Regions from separate parts of the Mus musculus genome. Here region 1 is linked to region 2. The links are chromatin contacts, called in public HiChIP or PLAC-seq maps. All regions are on one chromosome and are shown on one strand. The core of a region is the stretch at or near the end of the contact, and the rest is flanking DNA. Distances in the headings are between cores, read along the strand shown.

Region 1 (5,381 bases), core at 1,050-3,549, 180 kb after region 2:
TCTCCAGCTCCAGCAGCTGTTCGCTGGTGAAGGCAGTCCGCCGCCGCCGGTTCTTGCCTGTGGACGTGGTGCTGCCTGCTGCACCGCCGCTCTGCGGGGTCTCCTCCAGTGCGTGGCCGGGGTCTTCTTCCTTATGAGCAGTCTGACCAGGCAAATTGTCATCTGAGCTGTAATCCACATCGCTCTCCAGAGAGAAGCTCTCCTCCTTGCCCTTCGGGTCATCTTCCACCTTTGACTCGTCTTTCCCTTGCCCTCGGACAGCCCCGACTGAAAGCAAAACCAAACGGCATTTTATTACATTTTGAACACTGCCTTCCCCAGTCCCTTCCCACTTGGGCACCTCACCCCTATCTCCCCCCAGCAGATTGTCTTTCTACCACATTAACACATTGCGATTTCCTGGCCTTTGAGGAAGGGGGTGGGGGGAGCGTGAGAAAAAGCTCAAAGGAGAGGAGGAGACAGTAGAGGCGACGGCCCTTTGCCCAGAACCATCACTCAAGGGGCTGCCATGTCTCCCGCTCACCCTCCCAGCCTCTAACAGCTTAAGTATCAGGATGCTGCTCGGACCTGAGGCCCAAGAGAATATCCCCTTTGTTTCCCTGGGGTCCAGGACTGTTTGAAGACCAAGGGGGAGTTCATGATCCTCCCCACCACCATCTGAACAACTAAAATTAAGTGAGCCTCAATTTCACAGCAGATGTGAGTGGTGTAGGGCCGATGCCAGCCCGCAGCTTTCTTGAGACATATCATTTGTGTCTCCTTAGGAGAAGTTTTCCACCCTAGAGTTCCTAGTGCGTGCATGTACACACACACACACACACACACACACACACAGAGAGAGAGAGAGAGAGAGAGAGAGAGAGAGAGAGAGAGAGAGAGAGAGAGAGTCTCGCAGGAATCTGATTCTCTTGGATGAACAGAGAACCCAGTGAAGATATTTGAGTCTGGACTCTATTGGGTACATATGCAACTGAAAAAAGAAAAAAACCAGCCCAATAAGGCCTCTCTTTAAGGTTGCAACACACCAAGGACCCTCAATAATCACAGCGTGTGTGTGTGTGTGTGTGTGTGTGTGTGTGTGTGTGTGTGTGTGCCAAACACGCCACCAGATGTGTGGCCTGGAGTAGCTAGCAGGAGAGCTCTAAACGCCTCCTTTCCCCAGGATCCTGCTTGTTGCTTGGCGTTAAATGCCCCATTGGAAAGCTCCGGTGGGCATCACCGCAACTCCTCCAGCTATTCCCGCAGAGGTCGGGCGGGGGCGCGGCCTCGTCCCCCGGGTCTCGGCGGGAACCCGGAGCTGGCCCGCCCCCACTCCCTCCCGTCCCCGCGTTCCGGCTGCGCGCGCCGCCGACTCACCGAGCGACGCCTGCACCGCTTCGGCCGCAGAGAAAGCGAGCAGCGAGCCCTCCTTGGCCAAGAAGGCTTTGCCGTCTTCCGCATCCGCTTGGAGCGCCTCGGCTTTGTCGAAGTTGCCGCCTCCGGGCAGTGGCTGTGGAGCGAACTTGCGGGCAGCCGCCGCCTCTTGGTGCTGGGGCGACGCAGAGAAGCCGCCGGGCAGAGTGGCCATGAGCGTGGAGGTGAGCGCCATGCCCTGCGCCAGGCTGGAGCAGAAGCCGGTGGGCAGGCTGGGGATCTGGTGGTGAGGGTGCGCGGGCGGCAGAGCGGGCTGCAGCGCTGCCTGGGGCAGCGCGGGAGGCGGTGGCGGCGGTGGCGGCAGCACCACCGGCCGGTAGGGCATGAACATGGGGTAGCCGGTGTAGACGAAATGGCCGGGACTGGGCTGCGGCGGGCTGCCGATCAGCGAGTCTATGCTGAAGGCGGTACTACTCCCCAGCGGGCGCTGCATCATCATCAGCGACGGCGGGAACGCTGCGCTCATAGACGCGTTCGGGAGAAGCCAGGGAGAGACGAAAAGTCCCCGTGTCCCGCCGCCGCCTGGAAGCCCTCCGGACGCTGGGAGTACCACCGGGAACTCCGGGCAGGGGCTGAGCGGTGCCCAGAGCGCAGACGCCGCCGCCGCCCCTCAGTGCAGGACCCGCAGCATACCCGGCCTGCACGGGTGCAGCCACCGAGCGCGATGAGGCCGTGCGCCCGGGATGGAGAGGGCGCCGGGGACCTCGCGTTCGCCGGAACCGCTCCCGGCTGCTAGCCCGTCGGAACGCGCGCGCTTCGCGTCTGCAGGTCTCGGCCCAGCTACCAGCAGTGCGTGCGTCCGTCCGTCTGTCCGTCCTGCAGTCCGTCGTCTCCCACGGGCGGCTGGGGAGCGCGCGAAGCCGGCGCACTTGTCTCTGGCGGGCGCCGCCAGCACCTTTAAATCGCGCTCCTCTTTCTCATTCACATTTTGCCAGCTGCCCAGCGGAGCTCGTGTCACGTGGGACCGAGCACCAACTCCTATTTGCTATTCAGGGGAAGGCGGGGCGAAATTAGGGCTCCGCCCCCTTCACCCAGGCGGGCCGCAAATGGGCTACCGGCGCCACGGTTGGAGCGTGCTGGCCTGGGAGCTGGAGCCTTTGCACCGCGCGGAGCAAACTTAAGAGGGACCCTTGCTACCTACCCGACTCAGACCCTAGAGTCCCTGGCATCCCTGTGGAGGCCTCATGAGAGGCGGCTTGGAACTGGCACCCGCCACCGATGGGCCGGGAGTGTTTTACTACAGCAGAACCCTGTGTGATGCTCACCTTAACCAGGGGCGCTCTGGTTGTGCCAAGGGTCCGGGCAAGGTCTCCGGATAGCGTTTAAGGTCTTGCCTCTGCAGGTCTGCTCCCAGAGGTGCGCCTGGGCCTGTCAGCCCTTGCTCACACGACACGGAAGCTGAATGGTTGCTTGCGGCCCGCTGGTGGCAGCGGGGCGGCCGGCGGTGGTCTCCCTCATTCCTGGTTGGGCCCTCCGTGAGCGATCCCTGCTCATTTTTCATGACATTCTTAATCATCGCACCTATTTACCCACTTTGCCAGCGTACACCAAAATAACAGCCACGATAATTATGATAATAAAGCGAGTCTTTTATCTGCTCCATCTTCAGGGAGGAATGGGGGGGGGGGTTGCGACGCCTCTGGATTGTATAACGTGAGATTATCCTGATGAAAGCTTTATGATGTTTGCTCAAATAAAAGCTGCGTTTTGTAAATAGGCACTAATTAAGCACGTTGGCAACGGAGGGAGCTCTCACCCTGGCTCTGCGCAGCGCGAGGACTCCTGGGCACGCGGTTCCCCTTTGCGGACTGCTGGATGGAGCTGAGTCCCTCAAGATATTTCCCCTGTTCTCGACAATGGTAAAAAGCCGGGAATTTGGGGGTTAGGAGATTGGAGGGATTGCGGCGAAAGGAAAGTAGGCATTTCTGGTCATCTTTTCTTATGTTGAAACAAACTTTCAAATCTTGTGTTCCTTTTAAAATGGGATCCTTTCGTGGCGAAGGCAGATCCTGCCAAGCGCGTTGGGCTTCCTCGGGTCCCCCTGCCTGTTCTTCAGATTCCTTGGTCTAGACGTCCTTTCGGAACTGCTGACAGCACCAGGCCAAGGAGCAAAGGAGGGCATTGTTATATAGGTCATTAAAAAATCAGTTCACCCGGAAGAGCTCTGGCTGGGGAGTTGGCTCATGTTGGACGTGTGTTATGTATCACAAGCACATTTAATTGGGAGATAAAGATAAATCGATCTTTATGAATTTATCGACCCGATTCTTTGAAGCTCTTCTTTCTCGGTCTTCCTCTTTCTCCCGCTCTAACCCCAAGGTCCCCCGGGGACGTCTCAATCCTAGAGATCTTCTCGGGCCAAGAATCTTGCCAGAGAGCAACTGCCCACCCAGAGAGGTAAGAGGGGACGATGAGTCCTTTGCATCTCTTGGCCAGAAGAAAACTCGCTGGCCCGGCTGCCAGCCGTCCTCCTCCCCCACCAGTGTCCCCTCCCCTCCCCTCCATCACCCGGACAAAGACATCTCAAACGCCTTTCCCCTCTCCGGGCCGCAGTAATAGATGGTTTCGGCAGCAGGCGGTTTGAAAGGAATTCATTAGGGCGCTGCCTGTGTTGCATCCCTTCACTTCACGCCCAGAACTCGAGATGGCTTAGGCAGTGTGAGGGGAAATTAATTCTCTTTGGGATACACGGGAAGGAGGTGTCTGTGGGATACCCAAGCTCTAGTCCCTGTTTGCCCACAAAAGAAGTTAATCGAAGCCCAAGGCAAAAGGCTGGTTTCTTCATGAGCATAATAAATACTCCCTCTTATTATGAGATACCTACAGTGACAGTCTTCAATGCCACTACCTTGTTGTTATCCCCTCTCCTCAACTTCTAGAATAACCGCTTCCTTGATTTACGCAACCGCAGCCAGGGACCTTCGTGCTTGCCTGCAAGAGGACTGGGTGAGCAGTTACTCATTCACCTGACTCTCCTGCCTTCCATTTTGCACTTTCACTGTAAAAAAAAAAAAAATTATTGTAGAGACTTCTGTCGCCTGGCCACAGGGAGAGACAAGGATCCCTTTGGCTATTTTAGTAATTCCATACTTAAAGTTCAGCAACAAGATTGAGGTCCCTTGAATTATAGACACACTTGAAGTAATTTGATGGCATATTATTTGTGTCCATAAATTGCCACGAAAAGTATTGACTGCAGGAGTTATAATGCTAATCTTTTATTAGTGAGTTCAGATAATTTTTCATCAATACGAATTTTATTTACTAGTGGGCTTTTCTCGAATGCTTGCAGTAATATTTTTCTCATCTAATGCTTATTAACTGCTTAGAAAATGACTGTTTGCATCGTAAAAGGATCCTTATGTTTTGACGTGATTGACAAGATCCATTCCGGGACACTTCAGTTACGTGCAAAAAAAAAAAAAACCACCAAAAAACCAAACCAAAACAAAAACAAAAACCCGCTGCGCGCCTGGGGGCTGCGGACGGACGACAGAAGCTTTCGGAGTCCCGACTGCGCTGAAGAGATTAATGCACTAGGAACGACAGGTACGCGCATCTGTCCTTCGAATTCCTACCTGCCTAGCTCCGAACAGTCTCAACCGCAGAGTCAACTCGGCCCCGCTGCGCGGGAAAACCACCCTGCTCAGATCTTAGTAACTAGGCTCAGAGAGCCCCGCCCCCCTCCAATTAGGAAAAAGGTTGGGCGCGCGGGAAGGGAGAGCTGGGTTCCCCCAACTCCAGTTAACTTCTGCGAACTTTTTCTCTGGAAGCATCCTTCACAGATGAAGATAGTCCAGTCCCGGAGGTATTTTACTGCTGCCAAGAGAGTGTCAGTATCGTATTAAGCCACTTACAGAGTGGCTGAGACGTTCAATAAAAGTGATGGTAATTAAGTTGCCCCACGCTTGTGGGCTGTCCGATTCAGCCTTTGCACACAGGTGTGTGAAAGCTAAGCAAGAAATAGG
Region 2 (5,671 bases), core at 941-3,440:
CATCTAGTAGCGTGCCTGCCTCACACACAGCCTGCCTCACACACAGTGCACAGTCTGATCCCCAGCACCACACAAGCTGGTTTCGGTCGGACATATCTCCCAGCATTTGAGAGATGGAGGCAGGAGATGCAGTTCAAGGTCATTCTTGACTACACAGCAACCTTGAGGACAGACTGGGATACAAGCATCTCAGCTAAGACAATACACGGAGCTGGTATGATGGCTCAGCAGTTAAAGGTGCCTACGACCAAGCTGTTGACCTGAGTACAGTGCCCAGGATGCACACAGCGGGAGGAGAGAACCAGCCCCCAACACTTGTCCTCAACCTCCACACACAATAAATAAGTATGGTTTTAAACGTTTTTTTTTTTAATCAAGTAGAAATAAGCATGAGTATAAGACAATTTTGATTAAGATGCTGCAGAAGAAAATTACTGCCATTGAGTAAGACAGTCTGCAAGTCAAACTCTTGAGTTGGCTGGAAGAGAAAACTTTGCAAGCCAAACCAAAAAGGTAACAGATGCCCCAGATAGGAGAGCAGTTCTGACCTGAGAAAACCCAGGTTGTAGGTGGGTAAGAGCAGTGCCCATGCAGGATGCTGGAGACAGAGTGAGCGCACCCTTCTCAGAACAGATAACCCTGACCTCTAGAAGCCAACTCTGAGCTTGATTGTTGACAGCCAGTAAGAACAGAAATAATAATTTTTAAAATGTCATTGGTTGGCTACCAATGTCATTAGTTGAAGAGAGAATATTTCTGTCTGAATATGTTTTGGGGGGGAAAAAAAAGTAAAGACCCACTCCAGCAAAAAAAAAAAAAAAAAAAAAAAAAATTCACATTTGGCAAAAAACCTTTCCATGACACATCTTTCCCTTTTCTGAGGTGGCTCCCCTCAGGATGCCCAGGGAAAGCTTCATTTCTGTTCTTTAGCAGGGAGCTTATGGGAGGGACCCTCAGTTGCCATGGTAACCAGGATTTATCAGTAGCTGCATCTTGACAGTCTCCCCAAGTTTAATTCCTAAAATCCATCCAAAGAAAGAGTTGAAATACCCTTACATGTTTTCTTTAATGAGTTTTTAGCTAACCTGGTTTGGTAAATCTATCTACACACATGTGACCTAGATAAAATTGTATCAGCCCTGGGGTTATCTGATGTCTCTATACAAAACAGAGAAGCTTATAGCTAAGAGTAGCCACTCTGGAATCAGAAATATAACACTGGACCCCATCCCCGCCCTCTGCCTCAGCTTCCCTGACTCTAACCCCTGTGCTCTTGGTCTCTGTGACTTCCAGGGCCTTATCATTGGTTCCTGACAAGGTAGGGTGGGGGAAGGGTGGCCAAATGATGTTTTTGAGTTGGCCTTTCAAGTACCTGCTAGTGGACAGATGACATACCTAGACCGTCCCCCACTAAATACTTAATTAGGTGGCCATGCTAGGTGGCCTGGGAAGTGTTCTTTGGGATCTCCATGGAGACCTCTCCCCTTTCCGTACCTTGACTTCAATTTGTCCGTGACTTCTGGCTTCGACATCTTTGTTCTGGGACCACATCTTATCTTCCTGTCCTCGTAGCATGTGTCTTTGTTGGGTTTCTGCAATTACGGTTTTTTTTTTCTTTTTCATTCTACCCAGGTTGGCACCTCGACCTCTGTAAGAGGAACCCTTACCCCTTTTCCTCCGCCTCCCCCACTTGAGGTCCCCAGCAGTTGGAGGCAGGCCAGCCCGCAGGAGGGCTGTGCTGATGATGCTCTGAGTACGGTGGGTGGGGGAGGGTGGACGGGAATGTGTTTGGAGTATTGAACTGCCGTTGACATCGACATTCTCAGCCATGCTGTTTTCTCCACACTTCAGCAATCAGGACATCCAGAAAACCCATAAAAAAACCAAACTAATAGCATGAATATTCAGTGACCTAGAATACTAATTATTGTCATGAATATTAATGGGATTGGACTTGCTCTCTTCTCTTTCACTCCCGTCCTCTTCCTCCCTCGCTCCCTCTCTCTTTTTTTCCACTTAGCCGGCTCTAAGGATGGGTCATAATGAGAGCATTTAAGAGGGAGCGCTCTCCTCCGTGACAGGGACCGGGGCAATAAGGAGAGCTTGATTAACGCGCGCACTTGGGGGAGACATGAGAGGCTTCACGTGGGCCTGTTCGGGGGAGGCGGCGAGGCACCGGCGGCTCTGTTGCTGCTCCCGGAGATTAATGAGGCCTAAGAGTGCATTAGGAACAGTGACAAAGGTTTGATCTAATGGGCTCAGTCATTTTTCCTTTGAGTGACAGACGCACAGAAGTAATTGGCTGTGCAGAATGGCAGCTCATTGGCGGTACTTAAGGATACATTATCCCCGTTGTGTGGCCCGCAGAGGCTGTTTATCAAAACTGCTCACGCTGCAGACGGAGTCGCTAAGCTGCTGTTACAGTGGTAATAGCTATTAAAGAAAAAAAATAATAACACAGCGTCCAAATGAGATCCGTTGTTGTGTCAGAGAGACAAAGTTTTTCTTTGTTTAGTTTCAAATGGTCTAGAAAACATTTTAATAACTTCAGAGTATGGGTGGGCAGCGCGGGTCCGCGGTCCCCTGCCTGTTTGTACGACAGCACTAGGCCCGAGGTCCTAGAGCTGGACCTCTCCTAGCCCTCCTTGCTCACCCACAATTCCCCAGGCGTTGGACTTTGGTTACAACATTCCACCCTCTGATACAGAAATGGGCACTTCTGCTAAATACCCTTCAGAGGAATGCAAGAACACGTGTCACCCGAAGCTACTGATTAGAAATTACTTTCCTTTTTTAAAAAAAAAATACCAATTATCATATGATACCTGGCTTCTGGAAGCCAGATTTATTAAAATAAGTTGTAATGGGTATTCAGTAATTAAATTTTGGCAATTAAATAATTGTTTGGTGACGGTTCTTTATTTTTTTTCATGATGTGAGTAACAAGTAATAAATATGAAGAAGAGGACATTTTTAGTTTCTTCTGAATAACAGACTTTCTGCTGTAGATGGTTGGGATGCAATTCAAAAAGAAACGAGAGTATGCTTCCAACTTGGGAAGGTTTTTCCTGGAAACTTGAACTATGGATAAAGTATTATTTTGTGTAAGTTTTGGCAAAGTGACCCAATTCTCTAGAATTTCCATGCAAGGTATACAAGGGATGTTGTGGTCCTGAACTACTCATTTCTATAGCAACCTGTAAGCCTATAAGTAAATAAAAGCGGCCCTAGAAACTTTTTACCTCCAGAGCATGGACTCCGTGCTTTCTCTAATGAAACCATAGGACATGCCAGGGAGACAAGCCCAGGGCAGGCAGAAGCCATGGTCCCAGTTGCTGCCCCAGCAGCCTTCTAGACGGAAAGGCCAGTGTGCAGACCTCAGCTTTGGCTGGAGAGAAGCTCAGAGGGAGTTGCTTGTTGGATCTGCCTACCTCTCCCCACTGGCACAGGACAGGCACTCAGAGTCTTCTGGTACTTTGCCATGTCCCATTCTGCTGGCTGGCTGGTTGCTCTATATTGACCCATCACGCAGACAGTTTTATCGTTCTGAAATACAGCTAGAGCATGGGGAAAACCCACAAGTGCCTTAATTCCTGTGCTAACGCTAACCCCAAGTATCCGTAACTGCTCTGTGCCGTCATTAGGTATAAGGTGTGTGCTACAAGAATTGAGGATGGGGTGGGGGATGGTAAAGCCACTGGGCCACCATGCCTTCCCTTAGAGGGACAATAGCCGAGTCCCCTCAAAAAAGTACTGTAAACTCAAAGTATATTTTGTGCAAAAGACACCTGTTGCACTGATCACATAAAGGAAAAAAGTATGTTTTAAAGGGCGCTGGAGAGACGACTTGGGGGTTAAGGACACTTCACTGCTCTTGCAGAGGACCCAGGTTTTGGTCCTAGCGCCCCTACATGGCAGCATACAATCATCTGTGACTCCAGTTCCAAGGGTTCTGATGCCCTCTCCTGGCTGCTGCAGGCACTGCATGCTTGTGGTGGGCATAGGTGCAAGCAAAAAATATTTGTATGTGTTAATACATATGTGTGTATGTATATATATATATATATATGTATGTGAATATGTGTGTATGTATATATATATATGTATGTATACATACACACACACACACATATATATATATTAAAGAACACTTAGGCATGACACTTGAGACTGAACATTTGGTTCTTTGGAAGTTGAGCCTAATAAGAAGGACCAGGTATAAAGAAATACCCTGGGAAGTTTTGTAAAACTGCTTTTCTGACTGTGGCTGTATGCTGTTGGTTTATACAAAAAGCCCAAGTTTAAACACCCCTTTGTGTAATGATTCTGTCCCTGCATGTACATTTGGTCATGTTACTTGCACCTGAGGTGGGTTGCCGCCAAGCAAGCAAGCTTCGTGATGGTTTCCCTCGAGCACCCACAGTATTTTTCCAGCAGGTACCAGTAATCACATGACAGTTGACAAAATGGAGGAGGGTTTGTACAGTTGAACTCTGAGTGCTGGTACGGGGGGGGGGGGGGTGGTGTGTGTGTGGAGACTTTGCCTTGGGAATACACATGTATTTCCAAATTACATCTCTTAGATGGAAACTCAGCTGAGATGCTCAGCACCAGCTCCTGAGTTGTGCCGAAGCTCTGATCCATCCATCCATCCCAAGGAAGGCTAGCTGCTTGGGATGGGGTGCTAGTAGCTTTGCTGCTCTCTCGCTCCCTGTTGCCCACTTCCAGAAAGCAGTCCTAGTTCCTCCTGTGTCCCACACTCGTGGTCCTTCTCTCTTCTCTATTCCCCTTTTAGAAGCTGCACCTCTGGCCACGTCAGCACAGCACGGTGAATTAGTTGTCCCAATGCTAAGTTCCTCCCAGGCCAATGTATTCAGTGACATCACCGGGTGAGTTAATGAGCTCACATGAAGTGAAGCAAGCATAGGCACTGCCTGGGACTAGGAGAATACCCCACAAGGAGCGCATGCAGACCCTCTAGATCCTGGAGAATTGGCCACTTTTAAGCTTTTACTAAACACTAAGTAAATAAACTATAAAGGAAAGGAGAACCCACTGTTGATGAGATTGCCAACTCCCAAGGTGGTGGGAGGCTCGGCTGGCCGCAGGGTACCATGCATAATCTGATCACTTCCTTGTTTATTGCTGGCCTTATCACGTTCATTTTATCTCTTTCTTAAACTGTGGTCTGCATTGTTCTAATATTGGCAGTCCTCTTTGGGGGATTGTTAAGAAAATGATCTGAGGGGGCTGGTGAGATGGCTCAGTGGGTAAGAGCACCCGACTGCTCTTCCGAAGGTCCAGAGTTCAAATCCCAGCAACCACATGGTGGCTCACAACCATCCGTAAACGAGATCTGACTCCCTCTTCTGGAGTGTCTGAAGACAGCTACAATGTACTTTCATATAATAAATAAATAAATAAATCTTTAAAAAAAAAAAGAAAATGATCTGAAATGTGGATCTACACCACTCACTGCAGCCCTGGCCCCGACCCCTCTGAGGAGTTATCCTAGGAAAGCCCAAAAGTGTAAGTTGTCTATCAGAGTGTTATCTAACCATGGGAAACCGAGGAAACAGCGAGAACGACTTACCAGTCGGTAATGCCAGTTACCTACAGTGAATCAACAAGCTGAAGTTCTGGATCTCAAAATAAGATAATGGTTGTGTGA

Evidence for each region. HiChIP or PLAC-seq counts read pairs in DNA pulled down with a chosen protein or histone mark.
Region 1: a contact with region 2 is called in an H3K4me3 HiChIP or PLAC-seq map of embryonic basal ganglia, with 3 times the contacts expected there. The contact joins the promoter of Gbx2 here to the enhancer-like site in region 2. A contact is called at or near these places in 16 of 39 promoter capture datasets (the C10 cell line, the HPC-7 cell line, HPC-7-derived erythroid cells and 8 more), 2 of 15 datasets of contacts at CTCF or cohesin (both in embryonic stem cells), 76 of 484 Hi-C or Micro-C datasets (B cells, the BV-2 cell line, DN2 thymocytes and 34 more), 23 of 115 datasets of contacts at active chromatin or transcription factors (astrocytes, bone marrow-derived macrophages, craniofacial prominence and 10 more) and 6 of 9 other capture datasets (adipose tissue, embryonic stem cells, embryonic tail and 3 more).

What each region holds. Positions count from the first base shown.
Region 1 is chr1:89,928,877-89,934,257 of GRCm38.p6, forward strand. Gbx2 (gastrulation brain homeobox 2) reads right to left here and starts at 2,300. Exons shown (of 2, transcript NM_010262.3): 1 at 1,357-2,300; 2 at 1-267. The coding sequence starts at 1,879. LOC102637806 reads left to right here and starts at 3,199. Exons shown (of 4, transcript XM_030244408.1): 1 at 3,199-3,272; 2 at 3,733-3,810; 3 at 4,293-4,359; 4 at 4,743-5,381. The coding sequence starts at 3,229. The coding sequence ends at 5,261.
Region 2 is chr1:89,748,906-89,754,576 of GRCm38.p6, forward strand. All of the region lies in intron 11 of Agap1 (ArfGAP with GTPase domain, ankyrin repeat and PH domain 1), which reads left to right. Among named protein-coding and RNA genes, the nearest start is that of 4933400F21Rik, 68 kb to the left of the region's middle. Within about 2 kb of position 2,191, at least 33 of the 459 cell types and tissues checked have an H3K27ac peak or open chromatin away from gene starts, as enhancers often do. A contact at or near this core is called in embryonic basal ganglia, forebrain, pancreatic islet and 1 more, where this site is marked.